Regions from separate parts of the Mus musculus genome. Here region 2 is linked to region 1. A link is a contact called in public Hi-C data. All regions are on one chromosome and are shown on one strand. Each heading gives the region's core, a stretch centred on a gene start, on an enhancer-like site or on the middle of the called end of the contact. The rest is flanking DNA. Distances are from core to core; before and after follow the strand shown. Region 1 overlaps Cenpl (centromere protein L). Region 2 has its middle 16 kb from the start of Fasl.

Region 1 (5,770 bases), core at 1,345-3,844:
TGAATGTGAGGCCAGTCTGGTCTACAGAATAAGTTCCAGAATAGCCAGAGCTACACAGAGAAATCCTGTCTTGAGAAAAAACAAACAAATTGTAAAAAAACAAAACAAAAACCCACAAGGTTTAGGCCAGCGAGATAACTCAGCAAATTAAAGCATTTGGTGCCTTGCCTAACAACATGACTTTGATCTCCAGGATCCTACATTAGAGAGAGCCAATTCTAGTAAGTTCTCCAAATTGCACAGGGGCACTGTGGCACACAGACACACACATGCACACCCACACACATATTTAAATATATATATATATATATATATATATATATATATATATAAATGCAATCAAAAATGTTTTTAAGTTAAAAAAAATAAGAAAATACTATAATTTCCATTCCAAACCAACAAAACAGATTTTTCCGCTCTAGGAAGCAAAGGGATATACACTACTATACCTGGACAAGAAACGCTTCATGGTCCCTTTGTGTCCCTTTCACTCCAAGTAGAGTGGAGAAAATCACTTTGATGTTGAAGTCTTCTCCCACTTCCACAGCTACTCCTTTTTGCTTTTCGGCAACAATAAATGCACTTAGAAGTCTAGAATAGTCTTTGAGATTAGAATAGGAGAATTTATACAAGGGAGTTAAACTATATATAGTCCACTGTTTGTGGAGGAGAAATGCAACCTTCTGAGGATCGATATCTTCCTAAAACAAACAAAAAATCAAGACAAAGGTTTTAAAAGTAAAAAGCATAGCTAAGAATTTAATCATAGCAATTTACATATTCAATATAAATCTACAACTTGGTACATGACCTTGTGTTCCTAATACTAATCTCAAATGGAATTTAGAGGTCACTAAAAGGTCCTCTGCCTTTACCCCCAATTCCCATGTAGGAAGCTTTTCTGTCTCGGATGTTCACACAAGACAGTTCTCTGTTTTATTCAGATCTGTTCTTAGTTCTTCTCTAAGAGGCCATTCTAAAGAAAACTTATCACTTCAAGTCTGTCACTATCTCCTAACCTTTTATTTTTCTTCATAGCACTTACTATGATCTGAATATATGTGTCTTACTTTTCTTGTTTCCCTTTCCAATCAGAGTAGAAACTTGCTGAGGACAGGGTTTTGTCTATTTCATTTACTCTAGCTGTTAGCACAGAATATAAACAATGGTATTTCACGGGATTTCAGTAGACATTTCATAGACAAACATTTCTGTTTTCCTTTACATATACCCTGCAAATAGTGGTGCTGGGTGTAAGTGGTTAATAGCGGAGTGGTTGCCTAGCAGGGGCACAGCCCTGGGCTTGTACTACACACACAAAAGTATTTCTAAAGGATCTAGCTTGATTAGCCTTAAGTAATTTAAAAAATATTTAACAAGTTCATTTTATGCAACAAAGCTGTGATAGTTTGAATATGCTTGGCCCAGGGAGTGGCACTATTTGGAGCTGTGGCCTTATTAGAGGAAGCGTGTCACTGTGGGCGTGAGTTTTAAGACTCTTCTCCTAACCCTGTGGGAGGAAGTCTTCTAGCAACCTTCAGATGAAGATGCAGAACTCTCAGCTTTTCCTGCACCATGCCTACCTGGACACTGCCATGCTCCCGTCTTGATGATACTGGACTGAACCCCTGAACCTGTAAGCCAGCCCCAATTAAATGCTGTCCTTATAAGAGTTGCCTAGGTCTGTTCACAGCAGCAAAACCATAACTAACACAAAAGCCTAACTGGGTATACTAAATAAAAGGACTTGGAAGTGTTTGTCTGCCCTCTGTTAGAGTCACAAGTGTCATCAACAACAGAGCATGGGGAGAGATGTAAAGCCATGTATACTACGAACTCCATGTGGCGGTTCCTTAGAACCCTAAATACAGGACCCAGCGAGACCACTCCTATCCACAGGACTCTGAAACATACCATAAAGATAAGATACATGCTCAACTCGTGCATATCAAATAAATGAAATGGGCCCACTTTTAATCCCAGCACTCAGGAGGCAGCGGCTGGTGGATTTCTGTGAGTTCAAGGCCAGCCTGGTCTACACAGTGAGTTCCAAGACAGCCAATGCTCTAAAAAGAGACCTTGTCTCAAAAAAAGAAAAAGAAATAAAGACAAAGAAAAAGAAAGAGAGAGAAAGAGAGGGAGGGAGGAAGGGAGGGAAGATGATAGGAATACACAATAGAATTTTTTTTAAGCTGTAAAAAAAAAAAAATGAAACCATGACATTTTCAAGAAAATGGATACTCTTAGATGTTAGGTAAAGTAAGCCAGATAAGTGCCTATGTTTTCTCTAATATTCAGAACTTAGATGTGTGTATATGTGCATGTGGTCATGAAAACAGAAAGGGAGCGTAAGCAGAAGGACGAGATCATAAAGTAGGGTAATAAAGTGAAAGCAGAAAGGAAAACCATTTGGGAGGAGGGACAGGATCAGGTCGCAGAGAAAACAAGGAAGTATGATACACATGTGAACATGCCACAGGGAAACCAGTCATTTTGTATGTTCACTTAAAAAAAAAAATGTGAGCCAGGCATGATGGTACACGACTGTAACCCCAGCTCTCCTGAGACAGACAGAGACCGCCCACAAGTGCAAGGTCCACCTGGCCCAGTCTACACAGTGAGTTCTAAGCTAACAGGCTTATATAGGGACACTCTGTCTCAAAGAAACGAAAGTAAAAGTAAACAAACAGAAAAAACAAAAACAAAAACTAAAAAAAAACAAGCAAGCTTTATTTGTATTGGCTCCATAGCAGTATTAAAATGAATTAAGTGAACTAGCCCTCATTTATTCATTAGCTAAAGGGTTAAGAACAGCATAAAAGTACTGACTGTCGAAAAGCTCCTGGCTTCCTCCTGAGGAACTTCTAAAGTCCATATTTTCTGACATGGTCTCCCAGCTCCAGCTATCATTTAGAACAAAGGTGTGTGTGTGTGTGTGTGTGTGTGTGTGTGTGTGTGTGTGTGTGAGAGAGAGAGAGAGAGAGATTTGAGAACAATGTTTGTCATAGCTACAGCAGTCAGTGAAATGGTTGCATACTTTATCTTATTAAATCTACAGGAAAATTATAAAAATAAAAAGCACCAAACTAGACATTTCTATCTTTATATAAAATATCTTGGAGGGCGTGGAGAAACGGCAGAGGACCAGGGTCTGGGTCTCAGCAGATGGTTCACAATCATGTCACACGAATTCTAGGGAATACCTCATCTGAGCTCCTCAGGCACACATGTGGTATACATATATGCATGCAGGCAAAACACTATACACATGGAAATCACATAGGTGCACACATGTCATCTCAGTTCTCAGAAGAAAGAAGGAATGAATAAGGAAATAAATAAAGTCTCCCAGGTTAGGAACATAGTTCAGTGGTAGATGATGTGGATTAAAGGAAACTAGAACAAAAGATATTTTGGTTAAAGTTAAACTATTTACTTAGCTATCCCTCATTTATCTATTAACTGAGAGATTAAGGTACTAAAAGTATTAGTTATGTAAGTTGATATATTCTTATTTCTATATTCTCCATCACTGACTAGCTTGAAGGTGAGCTAGTAATCACACTGTGAACCCTGAGGTTGTGTTGTTTATTAGGAAAAACGGTTTCTAGTTATGGTACGGCTCAGCCCTAGCACATACCTTTGATCCAAGAGCTTGCTGGTTATTGTAAACAGGACTAAAATAGAGTTAACCATAGGTCAAGAGGCAGAACAAACATCCAGGTGACAGGGAGTGAGCATCAGAAAGAACCACAGAGAGCAAAAGGAAGTTGGAAGACAGAGACACAGGAAATAGAAGGGAGAGACAATCCTTTGAGCGATTTTTGAGACAGCGTCGAGAATTGGTTGCTTTTGGGACACTGGCTGTGGAGAAAGGGTCAGCTGGGTGCTTTCTCTGCCTCTCTGAGCTAGCAGGCTTCCACCCCAGCATTTGGCTCCCCAGTCTTCATTGATAAAATCAAATGATTGAGATTTTGTTAAAAACAACACAAACCATACCTGCAACTGTGAACACTGGGGAATTTTCCTTCGAGATGGACTGGGAAAATCTGAATTCTGCCTCCTGACCAATTCCAGTCGTTTCTGCAGAGGGGTGGCACCTACAAAGTAGTTCTTAAGATTTGAGGTCCTTCGTCTAGAAGTCAGTCCTCGAAAATCACAGGAATCCATGGTCTGCATTTAAAAAAAAAAAAAAGGTAACTGGAACTCTAATCACTAAAAAGTCAGGGGACTGGAGAGACGGCTGGGCAGTTAAGAGCACTGACTGCTCTGCCAGAGGTCCTGATTCAAATCCCAGCAACCACATGGTGGCTCATAACCATCCATAATGAGATCTGACGCCCTTTTCTGGTGTGTCTGAAAACAGCTACAGTGTACTAATACATAAAATAAATAAATAAATCTTTGGGCCTGAGATAGCGAGGCCGGAACAAGAAGAAAAAAAAATATAAAAAAAATATATAAAAAGTTAATTCATGCACATTGTTCTCTTACATGCACATTCTTACTCTCTCTCTTTTCTACTCTCCACCTTTTCTACATCATACTCGTTTCTTATCTTAGCTACTATTCTCTTATTGTGAAAAGAAATATCAATACAAGAAACCTTTCAGTATGAACTCTAGAATAAGTCAAATAATGTAATATGCACGTTACAAAGGAGACTTCCGAGACCACCATGAAGGCTGAGCACAGCAGGGGCTTCACAATAACCCTAAAGAGCTGTCTCTAATCTGGCTTTACCAAATTCAAAAACTGAAGAAAGACATGAAATGGCTTTAAGTGAACACATGGAAAGACAGACCATTTATGACAACTGGCATGGTGGGTGGATAGCTCTCTTCCAGGGTCCCTGGAAGTTGGAAGACTCTAACAAGGGAGCAAAGGCTGTTATATCACAGTTAGCCCCCCTGTAGGGGGTGTGGAGATAAACCTGGTGGAGGAAGAAATGGGAAGGGGCGTGAGGCACCACAAGCTTCTGAAACTCCTTAAAGAGTCCAGATCTCCTGTACACAATGTATGATCTGACACCGCTCCCTGCACACAGAGAGACAACACAAAGGACCCAGGCTAGGACAGTGGCTACTTCCCCTGTCTTCACAGAAATCTCCACAGGTATAGGGGGGTGGAAGGACTGGCCCCTCCTCTACAGACTCACAGACACGCTCAAGGACAGGGTAGTCAGATTTGGCTAAACACAGGTTGCACCCCAATTTGCTCTTGAATACATAAACGAACCGTAATTAGCTAAATAAACTTATGTAATAAACAATAAAGTTAGGTGTGCACTCTGATGCTGGTCTCCAGAGTCTGAATCCAGAGCATCTTTGTGGGCTCTAGCTCCACTTTCCTCCCACTTCCTGGTCCCTGTTCTCAAACACCCCTTTCCTGAAGGAGGCTGCAAAGCAATAATAGCAACAGAATGACCAGTCACTACACTGGCCCCAGATCCCCAGGGAAAAAGAAAACCATGCTCCCAGGCTGGGGCACTGCTCACCCCTGCTGGCTTTGCCATTTAACAATCCCAGTTGCCAGGGCTGGTGAGATGGCTCTGCGGTTAAGAGCACTGATTGCTCTTCCAAAGGTCCTGAGTTCAAATCCCAGCACCACATGGTGGCTCACAACCATCTGTAATGAGATCCGATGTCCTCTTCTGGTGTGTCTGAAGACAGCTACAGTATACTTACATGTAACAATTAAGAATATATATATATAATCCCAGTAGCCAGAAAGATATGAGATTTCTAGTCTGAAAACTGGAAGGCATCTT
Region 2 (5,770 bases), core at 1,344-3,843, 730 kb before region 1:
CCACACATAGTTTTAAATAAATTGTGGGTTAATAAATTATGATTTGGTAGGGGATCTTAGTACAGGATACCAATGGAGTGAGTAGCTACTTGCCTGGAACCTGACTCTGAGATATAGAAACATGCACACCATATGAAGAACCTAACCTTGCTGAATCTTCTGTTTTTATCCTCCCCTCCCCCATGAATCCTGGATTTAGATACCAGTAGATAACCTTCAACAACCACAATAATAAGAATCACATAAAAGAATGGCAATTGTGGAGCATTGTGACTTATTGGCCATGGCTTCAAGGCTCTTTCCACTCATGATCTAATATGAATTTTAATAATCCCTGTAGTCAGTGCTATTATGATTGGTCCTTATCTGTATGGAAAATGTGCACAGAGGCATACAGATAGTGAGTGGTAATATGGGCAGGGACACATTACCAGGTAGCAAGGCACACAAATGCTGTTGTTCACAGCACTTTATTATTTATCATGGTTCTGAAAGTCAAATGGCCAGAGTTGAGTAGTTCTCTTAAGATTTTTCACAGAGCTGGGTGTGGTGGCGCACACCTTTGATCCCAGCACTCGGGAGGCAGAGGCAGGCAGATTTCTGAGTTCAAGGCCAGCCTGGTCTACAAAGTGAGTTCTAGGACAGCCAGGGCTATACAGAGAAACCCTGTCTCAAAAAAAAAAATTTTCTCACATATCCCTGTGTATTGTAATCAGGTAGATTTCTCTCTTGTGAGCTAATAACTGGGCCCAGTGTAAATATGGCCTTCACACATCTAGCATCGTATGGAATGGAAGAACACTCGGGGCCTGCCAGGGCATCTCACTTATCCTCTGTGTGGTCTCTTCAGTGTTAAATTGGTCCTCCTCACAGCATGGAGGCCATAGCACATTCAGGAGTCTCCTGTTGGAGTCTCAGGAGCTGGTCACATGACTTGTCTTGCAGTCTTGTCGATTGCACAGGAACCCTTTAGCTTCTGTAAATACTTACTGGAGGCATGGCTCACCAGGAGCTCACTTCAGAGATTCATGATTATGGTGGAATTTTCAAACCTCATGTTCTAAATCCAAGCCTGAAGTTGCAAGCTCTCTTTGTCCACCAGGACTGAGAAAGTGATGCGTGTATAAGGACAACCTGAAGCAAGGTGATCCAGACGAGGGCAGGCGATGGTGACTGGAGAGCACAGGCTATATTCATGAGACATTGGCATCTCATCCCAGGATGTTACCTTCAAGGCTATCAGCTCCATAACACTGCATCCTCAGAATTTTTAAGGGAGACTCATCAATCTAGGTTTTTATATAAAATATTCTAGTTTGGAAATATTGGTCAAACAAAACACCCCACGACTGGAGTATGGGTTGCCAGCTTGTAAACACTGTTTTCCGTGTCCAAAGTTACACAGACACTCAACATAGCACACAAGGCTCCATGTGACCTGTGGCAGCTACCTCACCTGCTCACTCGGGTTCATTCACTCTTCATGTGTACGGATTCTTCCTATGGGACAAGCAATGTTTTAGGTGTGTAGATCCAGCATAGAATAAAACAGTCTTTGCCATCAGAGAGCTTATATTCTACTTAGGGAGACAGCCAACAAAATTACAGTGTCAGATGACACCAAATACCATGGAGAAATTAAGGATGGGCAGGTTCCGGTGTGGTAAATAGCCCAACATTTCTTTCAGCTTTGCCATTCTCTTTGACTACCTTGAATGACCCTTTACTGAAATGACCCTCCAGTAGCTTGACTATCCCATCCACTGAAATTTGTTCTGTCTTCAGCCTCCATCTTGCCAGTGCAGAACTGATGGCCCCCTCTTCTTGCTTCCAAGCGCCTGTTCCTACATATTCCCCATGGATATAACCTTTTTAAAGTGAATGCTTACATTCTATTGTGGTGAGAGAAACTTAAAGGCATCTGCATTTCCTTTTCTGTCATCCTTGATCGAAAGGACATCTTCTTTCTAAAGATGTTCAAGAAGGGAGCTACTTAACTTGGAGAGAAACTCTGCTGAATCGTATTCTTCTTTCATGTCTCTTTCTGTTGTTTCAACACTGCACATTTGGCGATTTGGGAACCCAATGTAGCAGCCACTGTGTATGCCCCTCCTTTTAGGGAAGGTTCTTCGTGAGAGTGAAATCTTATTTCTAGCACATCAGAGGAGCCTACGGTACTGTCACCTGGTTGTGAGATATCAGATGCATGATCATATATATAAACCATGCACACAAACATGTTAAGCATGTGGCCAATTTGTCTAAACATCGGGACTTCATTATGTGCACTTATACCTATCAACTTAGACAAACAGGATGCATTTTTACCGCAACAGGAAAGTATAAAAACTTCTCCCTGTACAGCTCTGTCTCTGTTCAGTGTCTGCCTGCACACTGTGGCTTGGTCTGACTCCGGCTGCCTGTATGGCCACAGGTTAAGCCTCCCTAATAGTCTGAGATGCCTGGGGACTAGCTAGGTGTTCAAGAAGACTGGAGGCTGAGCCTCCGTGGCCTCGTGTGGTGCCACTGCATGGAACAAGATGAAGCTGAATTTCTGTTGTTCTGTGAAGTACGCACATGTTCCACTGTGTGCTGGAACGCTTGAGCGTTTGAACCAGACCACAGAGGGCTGTGGGCAGATATGCCTTTGATCTCTCTCACCCCTGGAAACCTTGACTTTTAAGCTGCTCTGAGTCCCTCTAAAAGAAAGTGGCCAGGCTTGGTTAAATTCTGTTCTAGGACAGCTGTTGCCTCGGGCCACAGTTGCCTGGCTGCCTGGGAAGTCTGTGGCCCGAAAGGGTGGCTGGGAAAGAATTAATGGCCAAAGGTATCTTTATGTGCCTTCCCTTGGGAGAGAAGAGTTGCAGGTAGCACAGCATAGTCAAGTGAGCAGGCCAAGCCAGGCTGTCAGGGATACTCAAATACCACTTACCAGACTTACAACTTCTGTTCAATTTGTTTTTCTTCCTATGGTCTTTTCAATGTATTGAGTCAAAGGTTTGTTGTTGTGGTGGTGGTGGTGGTGGCTGTTTGTTTAAGCTTTTAGAGATGATGATTTTCTGTTTTTGAAACATGGTCTCTCTATGTGATCTTAGCTGTCCTGAAACTCGATACAGGCTGGCCTCAAACTCAGAGATCCTTTGCTTTCCGTGTGCTAGAATTGAAGACATGTGCCACCACACCTGGTGAGATGATGGGTTTTTTTTATTAGGTATTTTCCTCATTTACATTTCCAATGCTATCCCAAAAGTCCCCCATACCCACCCCCCCACTCCCCTACCCACCCACTCCCCCTTTTTTGGCCCTGGCGTTCCCCTGTACTGAGGCATATAACATTTGCAAATCCAATGGGCCTCTCTTTCCAGTGATGGCCGACTAGGCTATCTTTTGATACATATGCAGCTAGAGTCAAGAGCTCCGGGTTACTGGTTAGTTCATAATGTTGTTCCACCTATAGGGTTGCAGATCCCTTTAGCTCCTTGGGTACTTTCTCTAGCTCCTCCATTGGGGGTCCTGTGTTCCATCCAATAGATGACTGTGAGCATCCCTGAGATTCCACCTCACACCAGTCAGAATGGCTAAGATCAAAAATTCAGGTGACAGCAGATGCTAGCGAGGATGTGGAGAAAGAGGAACACTCCTCCATTGTTGGTGGGATTGCAAGCTTGTACAACCACTCTGGAAATCAGTCTGGCAGTTCCTCAGAAAATTGGACATAGTACTACCCGGAGGATCCCGCAATACCTCTTCTGGGCATATATCCAGAAAATGTCCCAACCGGTAAGAAGGACACATGCTCCACTATGTTCAAGCAGCCTTATTTATAATAGCCAGAAGCTGGAAAGAACCCAGATGCCCCTCAACAGAGGAATGGATACAGAAAATGTGGTACATCTACACAATGGAGTACTACTCAGCTATTAAAAAGAATGAATTTATGAAATTCCTAGCCAAATGGATGGACCTGGAGGGCATCATCCTGAGTGAGGTAACACAATCACAAAGGAACTCACAGAATATGTACTCACTGATAAGTGGATATTAGCCCAGAAACTTAGGATGCCCAAGATATAAGATACAATTTGCTAACCGCATGAAACTCAAGAAGAACCAAGACAAAAGTGTGGACACTTTGCCCCTTCTTAGAATTGGGAACAAAACACCCATGGAAGGAGTTACAGAGACAAAATTTAGAGCTGTGACGAAAGGATGGACCATCTAGTGATTGCCATATGCAGGGATCCATCCCATAATCAGCTTCCAAACGCTGACACCATTGCATACACTAGCAAGATTTTGCTGAAAGGACCCAGATATAGCTGTCTCTTGTGAGATGATGTTTTAATAAGTACCATCTCACATATGAACTCTTCCATGAAATGTTTCTTTAGCTCCCAACTTTGCCCAGTCCTCTAGGCTTCAGCCCTTTTCTCTCTAACCTAATACTAGCCTGTTGGTTTCTTAGAGTGTTTTTCTTTTTCCTTTTTTCCACTCAAAGTCTTATAATAATAGTTCCTGGCGCATGGGTACTTCGCAACTTTAACCTGAATCCAAGGATTTGTCCCTCTTCCTCCTGTAGAGACTGATGTAGAGCACACCTTAGAAGTACTCAATGGTCAATGATAGAACCATGGGACTCAGCCTCTGGCAGCCACCTTCTTGTCTCCTCAGGGACTGATGTCCCATGTTTGTCAGATGCTGGGAAAGGAAAGATAAGCAGCTCTTCTTGTACATTTCAAGCGTGGAGCACATAGTAGGACACAAACTTCAGAACTGTGCGATGTCTTGACTGCCCATGATCTTTGTAACTATTTTATGATTAAGGAGCTTCAGATAAGACGTCATTAATGGTTTTCTGAATCAACTCCTTAAGGATAGGCTATTTTCATTCCTTTTTATTTCGATAGTGGCACATGGGACTCAGGAGTAGTTAGTGAGATGACTACGTAAGCACCCTGGCTTTGCAGAGGCTCATCTTTGTATATTTTGAAGCCCTCACCCTCAACCACTCTTGGCTAGGATGGACTAAATGGTTAACACACATCACCCTGGAAATGGCATATGGCATTAAAATATCTACTCATAATAATCCATAAAGGTCCAATGCTGTGCCTTGGTTAAAAGGCTGGAGTCTTCCCTGCTTGTGGGTAGGTGAACACTGGAGCGGGGCAGTCACACAGCAAGAAGGGCCTTTGGATCAGGCTTGTCCTCACAAATGGAGTACACTCAGGTTTCAGGGATACAGAAAGTGTATCTGGTGTCGAACTACAATTCCAGGCATTTTGAAGTGCCTCTAAATTAAAGACTGTATTCTAGGGACCCAAAAAGCATTGTGGGAGTCAAGCAAGCAAAGCCTCATTAAGAATTTCATACTTGCCAGGCAGTGGTGGCGTATACCTTTAATCCCAGCACTTGGGAGACAGGTAGGCGGATTTCTGAGTTCGAGGTGAGCCTGGTCTACAGAGTGAGTTCCAGGATAGCCAAGGCTACACAGAGAAACCCTGTCTTGAAAAACCAAAAAACAAAAATCAAAAACAAAAACAAAAAGCAAACCAAAAACAAACAAACAAAAAGAGTTTCATACTCGCACATTAAAACTCAGTGGATGTAGTGCTAGGTGTCAGTGGAGATGAGCCCTCTCCTCCTGTGGAGCTCTGCTGTGCTACTGGGGTTTCCTGTTCAGGACCAACCACCCCATTTTAGTAGAGCCAACTTTCTGAGGCACTTACCAGAGATCCTGTCACCTTCCCTTTCTGTTCAAGCATCCCCA

Evidence for each region. Hi-C and Micro-C count contacts between places; a contact is called where the count stands out from the background.
Region 2: a contact with region 1 is called in a Hi-C map of CD4 T cells, with 3 times the contacts expected there. The contact joins two enhancer-like sites. A contact is called at or near these places in 2 of 39 promoter capture datasets (the 3T3-L1 cell line and maxillary cranial neural crest), 1 of 484 Hi-C or Micro-C datasets (CD4 T cells), 2 of 115 datasets of contacts at active chromatin or transcription factors (bone marrow-derived macrophages and large pre-B cells) and 1 of 9 other capture datasets (adipose tissue).

The regions. Positions count from the first base shown.
Region 1 is chr1:161,073,160-161,078,929 of GRCm38.p6, reverse strand. Cenpl (centromere protein L) reads right to left here. Exons shown (of 5, transcript NM_001159930.2): 2 at 4,000-4,173; 3 at 450-701. The coding sequence starts at 4,170. Among named protein-coding and RNA genes, the nearest start is that of Cenpl, 5.3 kb to the right of the region's middle. Within about 2 kb of position 2,594, at least 69 of the 459 cell types and tissues checked have an H3K27ac peak or open chromatin away from gene starts, as enhancers often do.
Region 2 is chr1:161,801,469-161,807,238 of GRCm38.p6, reverse strand. No RefSeq gene overlaps it. Among named protein-coding and RNA genes, the nearest start is that of Fasl, 16 kb to the right of the region's middle. Within about 2 kb of position 2,593, at least 50 of the 459 cell types and tissues checked have an H3K27ac peak or open chromatin away from gene starts, as enhancers often do.